Linked DNA regions of Mus musculus: region 1 is linked to region 2. A link is a contact called in public HiChIP or PLAC-seq data. All regions are on one chromosome and are shown on one strand. The core of a region is the stretch at or near the end of the contact, and the rest is flanking DNA. Distances in the headings are between cores, read along the strand shown.

The links. HiChIP or PLAC-seq counts read pairs in DNA pulled down with a chosen protein or histone mark.
Region 1: a FOXA1 HiChIP or PLAC-seq map of pancreatic cancer cells shows a contact between it and region 2. The contact joins the enhancer-like site here to the promoter of Ndufa5 in region 2. A contact is called at or near these places in 4 of 39 promoter capture datasets (the C10 cell line, embryonic stem cells and liver), 30 of 484 Hi-C or Micro-C datasets (the AML12 cell line, the C2C12 cell line, the G1E-ER4 cell line and 17 more), 7 of 115 datasets of contacts at active chromatin or transcription factors (the 230-238 cell line, bone marrow-derived macrophages, embryonic stem cells and 3 more) and 4 of 9 other capture datasets (adipose tissue, embryonic stem cells, liver and 1 more).

The regions. Positions count from the first base shown.
Region 1 is chr6:24,704,999-24,710,850 of GRCm38.p6, forward strand. No RefSeq gene overlaps it. Among named protein-coding and RNA genes, the nearest start is that of Hyal6, 25 kb to the right of the region's middle. Within about 2 kb of position 2,708, at least 36 of the 459 cell types and tissues checked have an H3K27ac peak or open chromatin away from gene starts, as enhancers often do. A contact at or near this core is called in pancreatic cancer cells, trophoblast stem cells and uterus, where this site is marked.
Region 2 is chr6:24,523,495-24,530,045 of GRCm38.p6, forward strand. It overlaps Ndufa5 (NADH:ubiquinone oxidoreductase subunit A5), which reads right to left and starts at 4,196. Exons shown (of 5, transcript NM_026614.3): 1 at 4,032-4,196; 2 at 3,779-3,823. The coding sequence starts at 4,052. Asb15 (ankyrin repeat and SOCS box-containing 15) reads left to right here and starts at 4,650. Exons shown (of 10, transcript NM_080847.3): 1 at 4,650-4,775.

The DNA of each region.
Region 1 (5,852 bases), core at 1,458-3,957, 180 kb after region 2:
CATAGAACACATTTACAACAGTGCAGAATAAATGTTCTTTAGCTAATGGATTTCTAGTTTAGGCATAGAAGAGCCATATATGAGCCTTTTATAATTAACCTCTCACTTTTTCTAGGGTATGACAATGAGATAAACGTTTACCTGCTTAATAAAAGATCATGGACTTCGAGTTTATCTCTGATATCTAGATTATATTTTTTTTTCAGTAAAAATGTGGTGGTTTGAATGAAAATGGTCCCCCATAGGCCCATAGAGAGTGGTACTTTTAGGAGGTGTGGCCTTGTTGGAGGAAGTGTGTCACTGGGGGTGAGCTTTGAGGTTTCAGAAGACCAAGTCAAGCCACATGTCACTCTTTCTTTCTGGTGCCTGCAGATTAAGATGTAGAACTCTCAACTCCTTCTCCAGCACCATGTCTGCTTGCTTGCCACCCTGTTTCCTGCTATGATGATAATGGAGTGACTCTGTGAATTATAAAGCCAGCCCTAATTAAATGTTTCCCTTTATAAGAGTTTCCTTGGCCACAGTGTCTCTTCACAGCAACAGAAACTCTAAGACACATACCAAACTGAGGGTTGTAAAGAAATCTCTCTCTCTCTCTCCATACACACACACACACACACACACACACACACACACACACACACACACATATATATATATAATGACCTTTATCCTAACTGTGAATTAATAAGAGGGTTGGTTTGCCTCTACTGTGTAATGTCTGTTTCTTATATTTTTTTAATCTTTTTTTTTTTTTTTTGGTTGATTGTTTTCATGGTTGGAATTCTAGACCTCATCAGATTACCAAGTGGCAGAGTGCTAACTAGTAGAGCAGACTGGTAAGGCACACGCTGTGAGGACACGGAATTCTTTGCCATCTGGACCCTCAGGTACGAGAATGTGGACATCAGAAAAGGCTTGCCTTTGGGTCTTCTGGGTGGTGTAAAAGAAAGATTCTGTTTGAATTGCAGTGAGACTGACGAAATCACCAGCTTCAAGTTCTATCAGCAGCCAATTTGGAATCTCATCAGGGATGGGCCAAACCTGTACAAGCCTCTGGCGGTCTATTTCTGGGTTCCACTAAGGACAGGCATGCAGGCTTAGATAAGCAAGGATAACATGCCTGGAAGGAAGATGTGGCTCTCGGTAGGCTAATCAGAGGATACTGAAGGGCTATGACTTACCAGTACCTGTGCCTGAAGGGAAATGACTTCACAAACAAGACAACTGGAGCGTTTTATGGAACACAGCCACAGGCTGAAGGTATATAAGGAGGCTGAAGTTCCTGGCTAACCAGGTGGACACTCCAAGCATCTAAAATCCAGCCACATGGTGAGGAGCCTGTGTCAGTCCCTGAGTCTGAATTACTGTGACTACTAAGTATTTGGGATTAAACAAGCTTAAGGGGAAGAAAGCTTGCCTCACAGTTCATATGGTTTCGGGCCATAGTCACTGAGATCCACTGATTTGGGAAATGAGGTAAAAGAGAACCATAGTGGGGACACTTGATGGAGCAGAGCTGGGTTAGCTAATGGTGGATAAGGCGTGGGGGGGGGGTGGCTTGGGACAATTTATATTCCTTAAAGGAATGTCTCAGTGATCTACTTCTTCCTCTGAGCTCTACCTCCTCATTGTAGCCCATTCAGCTATGAATCCACCAATGAAATTCATGGATGATTCATTGATGTATCTAGCACTCTCACCATCTCATCACTTTGATTCTAATCTAGCTTTAAATACATGGCCTTTGGCAAGAATACTATTGCATACCATAACAGAAGCCTTTGAGGCTAAGAAGGAGAAGAGGAGGCAGAGACCCCGTCTCCTGAGTCTGCACATCATGGCCTTTGTGGTTAGGTAAAGTCAATCGTGAGAAACAGAATAAAACCAACGAACAAAAATAACATTGCATCTGCTAAAATTCAATGCCAAGGCACAGAGATGGGATTATTCTACTAGCTCCAGGATCATTGTGAAATATTTTTTTCTCAGGGGAATGCTAGGTGACAAAAGCCTTGTAGAAAATTAAAATGTCAGCTAACTGAGGTGTTTGTGTCTTCACGAAGAGAACTGTATAGAGCAGCAACCTAAGATAAGTGTGGATAAGCCGTGAGCTGCTGGGGGCAGGTTAAGGAGACAGAGAAACAAAAGGAGACTAAAATCTGACCTCTGGTTTTAACTACTCTGACTATAAGATAGCAGGCAGTCAGTCCATCGTGATATAACACAAAGGGCAGCAAAACCTTTAACAGCTTGAAGAGAAACTTCCTTAGGTGTGCTAACCCTGCACCCGAGAAATAGTGACTCACCACCATGAGCAACAGCCCTTGGACACACCCTTTCAATAAAAGGAGTAGGAGTCTCATAAACTATTTTAGCAAGAACTTCCTCAAGTACAAACTTGGCCACTCTGTGGAGTGTGTGTGTGTGTGTGTGTGTGTGTGTATACGCTCGTGCATTTACATTATAGCAACATGATATTTCTCTAAATAAAAATTCAGTTCTGGCCTTTGAATATCATTTACTTTTCATCAGTAGAATAAGAAATTTTACTGTAGTTTTAGTTCTTTGAAGTTTATCTTTAGAAAATGCTTTCATTTCAGGCTATTTATGACAATAAGTTGTCAGACGCCCTAGTCCAAACTACAAGGTAGCCAGGGCCCCAGTGCAGACATTTTAGCTAGCAGTGACATCACAATTAGGCTTATATACCTTGCTGTGAGGCTCATATAGAACCTTACATTTTTCACTAGCAGGGACACCACTCACTTGGCTCAACTAGAACATGTGCCACAGGCCTCAGTGTGACCTCACTACAGGGCTGGTCAGGGGAAAACAGAAGTTTCGAGGTTTCACAGCTGCTGACAGAGTCCCTGGAAAGGATTATTTTGGAATATTTCTATTTTGCTAAAGAAGGGAAAGAGACCAGTCGGAAATAGGAAACCAACAAGAAAACAAGACTGTCAGCATTCAAAACTGATTACTGTGGAGTTACTTTGTGTCAAGGAAAAAAACAAACAAACCACAGAGTTCCAGAAACTTCTTTAGTGAGGATTCTTTTAAAGAGCTTTTGTTGAGTGTATTTTGCTACAAATGAATATACTTACCTTAACTCTGTAATGAGCCTTGATTTGTTCTTGCCAGTTTTCACTGTGGCTGCCAACTCCATGGGACATAAGGACCATGTTTCCAGGAAACTCTCGCAGTGGCAAGGCAGGGTTATGTGGCCATCATTCTTTAGTGCTGTAAATACTTTAGAATGGAGTCAGCAGCTCCCGAGCTGTGACATCCTCCAATCTGGCGACTAGCAGGCTGTTAATTATGCCCGACTCCCTGAGTTCAGGAAAGGAAGCGTTCTTCTCCTTAGTCCAAACCAGTGGGTGCTTTACTCTCAGTCTATCATTCGCTTAAACAGTTGTGGCGTGAGCATCTATTACATATTAAATGTGTTGGTTTTTTTTTTAGAGTGCACAAAACAAAACAACCTCTCACTGGGATTAGACAGCCACAGTGCCTATTTTATGGGATTGTAGGCAATATGTAAATTGTAATTCAGAAGATTGGCATTCAATTTTCTACTTATTTAGCATTTGATGGCTAACCTACCTTGAGCTGGATAAACTCCTTAGTCTTAGCTTCCCCATCTTTAAAATGGGAACGATGATACTTATATCATAATGATCTGAAGATTGCAAGAGAATGTGGGGCAAAGTATCTCACTGAGGCAACAAGGAGTCCAACTTCTCTTTCCCAAACATACCTCTGCCTCCCCTTGGTCTTTGTAGGTTCTTGACCTCTGAGCTGAATGAAAGTGTGGGGCCATGAAGTACAGAATGCTGACCTACCAAAGTGCTGTGCAGTAGATTAAACTGAAAACGTTGCCAGTATGTGCAGCCTCCGACTGTTATCCTCCAGAAAGCAAAAACTTTCAGTCCCTTGTTTCCAAAAGAGTCAAGTGCTTGCACAGAAATAAAAAGACAAAACAAAGCCATCCTTGCAAGAATCACCTACCTTTTCTAAGCTTTCTTGTATACAAGCAGTTACATAATAGTCCTAATCCCAGGATCTGAAATTCTGTCCTGCAATACTCCTTAACAGGGACAGGTCTCATTTAAACCTTTTTTGAATGAATTTTAACTTATTATTTGACGTTTCCACACATGTGTACAATGTAGCTTGATAATATCCATCCATATTCCTTTTCTCCATCTTAACTTCTCCTGCCTATGCCAATATTTCTTTCTTCCAACTTAATATCCCACACCCCCTTTTAAAAAATAATTCATTGAGTCCAATTCCTGCTGCCCATAGGCATATGGGTGTGGAACCATACACTGGGGTAGGGAAAGTCTACCAGAATTTAAAATTTTAATTTTGGAATATGCTTCTCAATGGTCATACTCCAAACTTGACTATTCCTTGACCAAGAAGAGTCAGGCAGTAAGCGTCTTGGTTTCAAAGCCAATCATCGATTACTGACACTTTGTTTTATATCTGATAGTGCCTATAACCCATGATGGTCTAGATGTCTCTGAGCAGCCAAGGATTTCTTTGTACACTTGATCTTTTGCCTCGGTTCCTGAAGAATATATTACACACATACACCAATATGCCTACTAAATGGGAAATGGGATATGGTCATATATTCTACCGACTTAGCTATAGCCTCAGCTCCTAGAATTTTTATTATGATTTTTATATCCTCTAAATGCTCAACAACTGCTTTGGTTCAATTAGATGCCAGCTTATGTTTACCAACAATGCCCAGGGTTTCTTGTATTCATTATGATTGATTCCATGCGTGCCCACCTCCACACATGCAGGCCTTACTGTGTTTACGATACTTTTCACACAATTAAAAAACCCTCAGCTCTTCTATGATACTACCTTTTCCTCCTATTCAATACAATGAACTATAAAACTATCTGCTTCTACAATAGCAGCCAAGCAAAATAAATAGAATGTTAAATATATGCGTTAGTTTTTTTTTCCTTTACTGTTCAAACTTACATTTTATAAATTGTTTTATTTACATACATTTCAAATATTATTCCTCTTTCCGTTGCCCCCTCCAAGAGTTCTTTATCTCATCCCCTCTCCCCTTTGATCTGAGAAGGTGTTAGCCCTCCACCCCCACCTCCTCAACCCCACACCCACCCCACCCACTTCCATCTCAGACTCCTATTCCCCTACCTGGGGTATCAAATTTCTACAGGATTAGTCATCCTCTCCCACTGAGGCGAGGGCCACAGACCAACTCATGTTTGTTCTTTGGTTAGTGGTTTAGTTTCTGGGAGCTCCCAGGGGTCTGGGTTAGTTGATACTGTTCCGTCTTTCCATGGGGTTGCCATCTCCTTTAGCTTCTTCAGTTCTTCCCCCTAACTCTTCTGTAGGGGTCCCTGATTGCTGTCTAATGGTTGGCTGTAAGTATCCGCATCTGTCTCAGTCAGCTGCTGGTAGAGCCTCTCAGATGTGCTAGGATCCTGTCTGCAAGCACAACATGGCTTCAGCAACAGTGTCAGGGTTCGGTGTCACTCATGGGTTGGATCCAAAGTTGGGCTGGACATTGTATGGACTTTCCTTGGATCTGCTTCATTTTTGTCCCTGCAATTTTTTTTTAAATTTTTTAAATTTTTTTTTATTTTTTAGGCAGGAACAATTCTGGGTCAAAAATTTTGAAGGTAGATTGGTGACCCCATCCCTCCAGTGGGGGCCCTGTCTATCTACTGGAGGTGGTCTCTTCAGGTTCCATCTCCCCACTGTTGGGCATTTTGGCTAAGGTCATCCCCATTGAGTCCTGGGAGCTACTCATTTCCTCGGTCTCTAGGACTCTCTAGAGGTTCTCCCTGTCC
Region 2 (6,551 bases), core at 2,946-5,445:
GGTCTGTATGGACGTGTGTGCTTGTGTATGTACAGAACCCAGGCTGGGCATCCACCTCCATCTCTTCCCACGTGATTCACTGAGGCAGGGTCTTGTGATTGAACCTAGAGTTTGCAGACAGGAATGGCCTAGCTATAGCTGACTCTAAAGATCCCACCTTTGCCTTCTGAATGTCAGAACTATAGGTAACTTCACACCAACACAACAGTTAAGTGGTTTCTGGGGATGTAAACTTGGCAAGTTGAAATTTTCTTTTTAAGAAATTTGAAAGGATGTGATCTGATTTAAACTATTAATTTTGGCACCATTTTAATTCTTACCCTCTCAAATTTATGAATATAATACATATATTCATCTTTAATATAGCATTTTATTAAGTTTCATTCTGACTCAAATTTTAAGGTTTTTGAACAAGATATGGCAGGGGCGGGGAGTGACTGGAGAGATGGCTCAGTAGTTAAAAGCACTGACTGCCCTTCTAGAAGACTTGGGTTCTATTCCCAGCATCTACACAGCAGCCTACAACATCTGGAACCCCAGTCCGAGGGGATGTGACACCTTCTTCACTGGCACCAGGCACACAAGTGGTGCATATGCACACATGCAGGCAAACCACTCATATACACAAATATGAAATAAATTGAAAACACATGTTTTTCATCTTTCAGGATGAGACCGAATGCATCTAGTCTTAGAGAAATTCACAGGAGAGTCAGAATGATCAGCATAGGACAGTGAAAAGAATAAAAAACTAACTGGGACACCTCTCACAGTAAAAAGAGACTACTCATCATTACGCCATAGAAGTAACCCAGAGCTGTCCTCTCAAGCAGGAATGCACTCACCCTACACCTGAGTGTATCAGTAATCACGAGCAATCACCACTTCTACAGAACACTTTTCCTTTTCCAGTAAGAATGAATTTTTCAGTGTTCCTATGTAGAGAGCACCATGTGTTGTTTGGATATAAAGACAGACTGGACATGGATCCCACTATATATATATATGAGTGTATACATAAGAGGCTGTATGGTAAAAAACAAAAGAGGAAAAGATGATTAACATCATAAAACACAAAGTCAACTTATGGCAGTCCAGGGTAAGATACAGGGCAGAGAGGGAGTGCTAAACAACAGAAGAGCCAACTACCTGCACTCACACAGCCCCACTGCCTGGTTGCCTAGACAATTTCTGTCCAGATGCCCTCATTCTTCATCTGTAAAATGTGCAGAACTTTATAGGATGCTGGATCAGAGCAGTACCAGCCACATATTGTCTCATTCCCAGTATTAGCATCCTATAAGGGAAGAATCACTCCAGCGGAAAATAGAATGGTTCATTAAAAAAATATACATCTGAGACAGAGTTTGGGGGATAGCGAGTGGAAAACTTGAAGATGTTGGAAAAAATAATTTATATATGAAGTAATAAAGAAATAGATGGCAAAAAAACCATCAAGAACATGAAGTAAATAGTGCATAGCTCTACAGCTGTGCTGTGCAGTAGGTAAACACGGTTAAAGAATACTTGAAATGAGATTATTCAGGCTAAAATATGATGTAAGTAAAATATACTGAAAAAAGGCTGCAGACTAGCATTAGTTTTCATCCTGATTATATCATGAAGTGATAGTTACGCTTAATGTTAGGTTACATCATAAAGAAGAACTTTCTAGAAAACTCTTAGCTTACACACGTGGTGCTCAGATCTCCTTGGAGAGCGCCTCACTAGAAATCACTATAAAGCAAGCACTTAGGAAATAAGTAAGCGGGAGAACAAGTTAGACTGCAGTGTTTTATAGCACAAGTCCAAGCACTTGGGCCTTTTTGTGGGGGAAACTAAAAGACTTAAGGACAAGGTTTGTGTTTAAGGAAAATCAACCTGGTGGTCGTGAGCTAAAGAACAATGGACACAGATCAGGAAGGGCAGGAATAAAGCTGCCGCAATGATTTGATCAAGAACAAGGACTTAAGCCGCAGTTGTATCTGATGGAAGACGAAAGAGGACAAACTGGAGACTGCTGCAGAAAAATGCAGCACAATTCACTACTAGGATAAATATGAAAGTAGAAGGTTTTGATATCAATAACAACATCCAAATTCAGAGCTGGGGACAGAACAATTCATATACCATCAAGAGACATTCAACCCATAGAGGAAGAATATCTAGAAATAGAAGTGTGAGTTTTGTTGTCCACAAGTCTGAAGTTCATAAAGACTGCAAGAAAGCCACTCAGTATTCACTATGTACTATGTACTAGTCAGAGTTCTAGCAGTGAACGCAAAATAAAGTCTTTGTGAAACCTGGAACAGACATGTCAGTGGAGCGTGGTCTGTTAAGTCATCTGGACAACCCCTAAAATAGAAAGCCACGGGAGGGTTTTAAAGAAAGATTTGCATACCCAACATGTTTTAGCACTTGCAAACCAGCTGAAAGAAAGCAGGGAAAAGCAGTTACAAGAGAAATGTAATTGTCACAGGGATAAGGATGGTGGCAGAAAAAATGGCAGCAGCCAAGGAGGTGATGAGATGTGAACAGAGGCTGCATAACCCAGGGGTCAACCCAGAGGATTTTCTTAGTGGCAAGTGAGGTGTGGGGTCATGCAAGCAATCCAGGACCATTTCAAATGAGACATCCCAGCTGGCTATGCTAACCCTTACCTAGCTGCCTGACACAAGTGAAGATGTCAACTAAGAGCATGTGTGTAATACATACATACACACACATGACTATAAAAGGTCAGTACTTGATATGGAAATATAAACGTTAACTGTTGTCTGTACCCCATGAGAGCCAACCTAAACCTAAAACCTGTCTAAGAGCTAGGTCTTCAATACTACAACATGGGGAAATGAAGGAACAACTGGAAAAGGCAAATAATTAGGGGGAAAGAAACAATAAACAATAAAACAAACAAACAAAAATCCCAAACTAAGAAACTTCGAAGCTCTGACATCCAGTAAACAAAGTACTTAATGCAGATTATCAAGAGTGTCAAAAATGCTTCACTTGGGTCAATGTGAGGGCACAGAGGGCAAAGGTGCCTGCCAACAGCCCCGTGACCTGAAAGATCCCCAGGATCTACAAGGTGCAAGGAGAGAGCCAACTTCAGAAAGTTGTTTTCTGACGGACAAACACTGGCATGCACACAAATAAATAAACGTAAGGATATTTTCAATGCCACTTTCGGTACAATTACGAGAAATGTGAACTGACTAGCAAATTTAGCATCACTGGTAACTCCTTAAAAAAAAAAAGTTTGGGCCTCGCTTAAGTGTACTCAAGGAGTAAGAGACAGTGAGCACTGACAACGCTTTCGAGTTATGTGTGTAGACGGGAAGGAAAGAAATGGTGCAATTGCTGAAAGGGGGGATAAATCACAGTGGTTTTGTTTAGGTTTGTTTGGTCTTGGTTGTTGTTTATGTTTCCCCAATGGATACCGAAGGAGGCAACCATGAGGACGACAGGGTCAGCCAGTGTGCGAAAGGCAAGGCAGAAATGTCGGTAGGGAAAGGATGGAAAATGAAAATGCGACTCTGAAGGGAGCTGAGAATACTCCACACCACTGACGCTAAGAGAATGCCGTGAAGAAACGCGTCTTAATTAAGAGGTCACGGCGAAGGCAAAAGGAGGCATTGCAAAAAGGATGCCACGGGGTCAGCGAAGCTCAGCGCTGCCCCGGAGGCCAGAGCTCACGGGGGTCTCGTTAATCTTGCAAGGGCAAGTTCGGTCGATCACAGTCTTGCTTGAGAAGGACGACACAAAAAGTCGCACTTACCTCGTGTGGAGTGTCGCACACCGCCAACCCCACCAGGCCAGTTGTCTGTGCAGAGACAAAACAGGACCGTGATGTTTACCGTAATCCCCTGGTTAGCCGACCCTCCCGACACAACTACGCACCCTGTCGCCCCCTGCCAGGACAGCGGAACACTCCCCCAACCCCTCCTCTTAGCGTCTCTGCCCACCGATGAGGGAGACGCGGCTGCCTACGGTCCCCATTCGCAGCATCACGGTGACCTCCACACGCTCACCTTTTTCAGCAAGCCCGCCATGACAGCGTCCAGCGCCTCCAGCGCACAGCCCTCTGGGAACCTTTCCCAAGCCCGCTCAATCGAGCGTCGATGCTGCCCCTGAGTCACCTAAGAACACTCTTGGCTCCAACCGCTCGGGCTGGGTAGGGGCAGCTCCCGCCCACCTAGGAGAGGTAGATTTGCGCCTGCGCAGCTCACACAAGCGGCTCCACGCAGGGCTTTGGTGTAGTAGAGACCGACTGACGTCTCTGAGTACTAAAGGTTAAGAAAAGCGCTACGCTACGGAAAAACTTGCAACGTAGTCACTGCAGGGACTTTGATTTTGCTCAGCCTTCGACTGCTATTTTACCCGGACTTCCTCAGGTTATGGAAATGAGGGTGGAAGCAGGCCTGAGCACCATGAAGAATGCTTTCCCTCCACGTGTGTGAATGCATACTCATAAGTGGAAATTATAAAGTGGAATTAACCATCTGATGCATCCGTTTTCTCTTGAGGAGACTGATGAATGAAAGGTTATGAAGTCGTAGTCTTTGTTCCAGTGGGTGTTTATGAGGTCATAGTCCCTGTTCTCTGTCCCTCCAGATCCCAAGAACATCTGTCATTGTTGAGTGTGTTCTAGAATGTGGAATCATGGCTTTATAAAAGATGCATGTGTTCTTTGTAACTTTGGATTCAAGCGTCTGCATGGCAGTATTTGCTAAAGACATCGAGAGTAGACAGACTTGACTGATCCAGGCTATGAGGTACTACAAAACGGATTGCTTCCATGCGGTACAAAAATAAGTAGATTTCTGAACCAACCTGTTGTAGAGGGCCACACTGAATGAAAGCTTGCTAGTGGTATTCTAAGCTAGAGACAGTAGAATTCGCTATAAAGGGACACATCCCGTGGCATCTGTGATATCAGAAGGGGATCTAGGAATGCATTAACAAACATTGCAAGAATAGAATGTTCTGGGTTCGCAGGTGGTAGAAGTGCACTGTATGGCCGACCCAGAGGAGTAAATGTCCCAGTTCTAGGAAAGGCGGATTTTAGGAAAGTTTGAAAATGCCAGAGAGGAGTTTGAGGCAGGAGAACTAGAGCCAAGCTCTCGACCTACTACATCTTACAGAATTTGCTCTTCAGGCCCTCTAACCTCCAACCTGAGCTGGAGCCTGTGGTTCTGCTTCTCAGTGGTTAGAGGCTTTATCGTGAGAGGTTCCATCTTAACAAAATTAGGTAGTTAATGAAATCCAGGGTTCTGATTCAACAGAGGAAAACAAAACAACAACAAAAACAAACAAACAAACAAAACTAGGAGAAACAACTGAAAGAGAGTGTCTTGGTGCCCAGGTAATGGTGAGGACATTTGCCCGAAGGGACATAACTTATCATTCCTGGCTTGTACCAGAAGTGATAACAATGCCAAACCAGACAGTTTACACCCCTCTCCAAAACCTAACTAGGCCTGTTTGAGTCATTAAGTTAACCACTTGGAGATTTTCTCTCATACCATTTGTTCAGAAAGAGGTTCAACAAAATTAATGAGTAAAATTGTCCAGTGTGACCATTTTCAAAAGGAATGAGCAGGGCACAGCCTGTCTCTGAGAGGGTGGTATTTATGTGGAAATGTGAGACCGAGTAAAGAACTGTTGTTACACAGAACCAGCTAAAGGATGCTGCATCCTGAAGGAACAGTCAGTGTAAGCATCCATGCTTCACTGAAGAATGATACTCCAGACTCTAATAGTATATAAGCACAAGGTGTTTTATTCTGCAGAAGTCCAGCATGTTGGAATCGCCCATTACCAAGATAGAGAGACAAGCAAGTGTACTCACAGGCCTGATTTAAAGCACATTAGGGCATTCTGGGGTAGATGACCCTTATCTTACTCCATCTCTAGGGACATTCCTTTACTATCTTGGGGGCTGGAAGCTGTTGCTGAGGAAGTAGCTGAGGAGGTCTGGGAACTGCTGCTGACCTCATTGTCCTTGCCTCAGGCCAGGTGGCAGGACAGTTTCTGAGGCCTGGACTTGCTTGGAATTGCCCAGTTCTTGGAAACAAAGATTTAGGCCTAGTCTCCTTAACTGCCACTCTGAAGCCTGACATGAGATCAGCCTAGCCTTCTCATCAGAACAGAGTCCTGTTCCCTGGACAGTTTCAAGGCCAAAATCACTTAACCAGAGCATCTCGTGGATAAATGAAAAACCTTCAACTGTCAGATCGCTCTGACTAAACTGCATTCTCCCACCTTTCACTCTAGCCAAGCCTACTTCTTTGGAAATTTTCCACTAAGGAAAAAAAAGAAAGAAACAATAACAAAAATGTTATGTTTACTAACAGCACTGGTCAAGACATTTAAAGAGCAGTACAATGGGGTAACAAAACAGTGTGGTGCCTGCTTTCAGAGGTGACAGGGAAATGAAGATGATCTGGGTTAACCACTGGGGCTAAGAAACATCAGAACCTCCCTAATTCTTCCTAAAATTATATATAAGCTTTTACAATGGTACAGGGTGGAATTCTCATACTAATCCA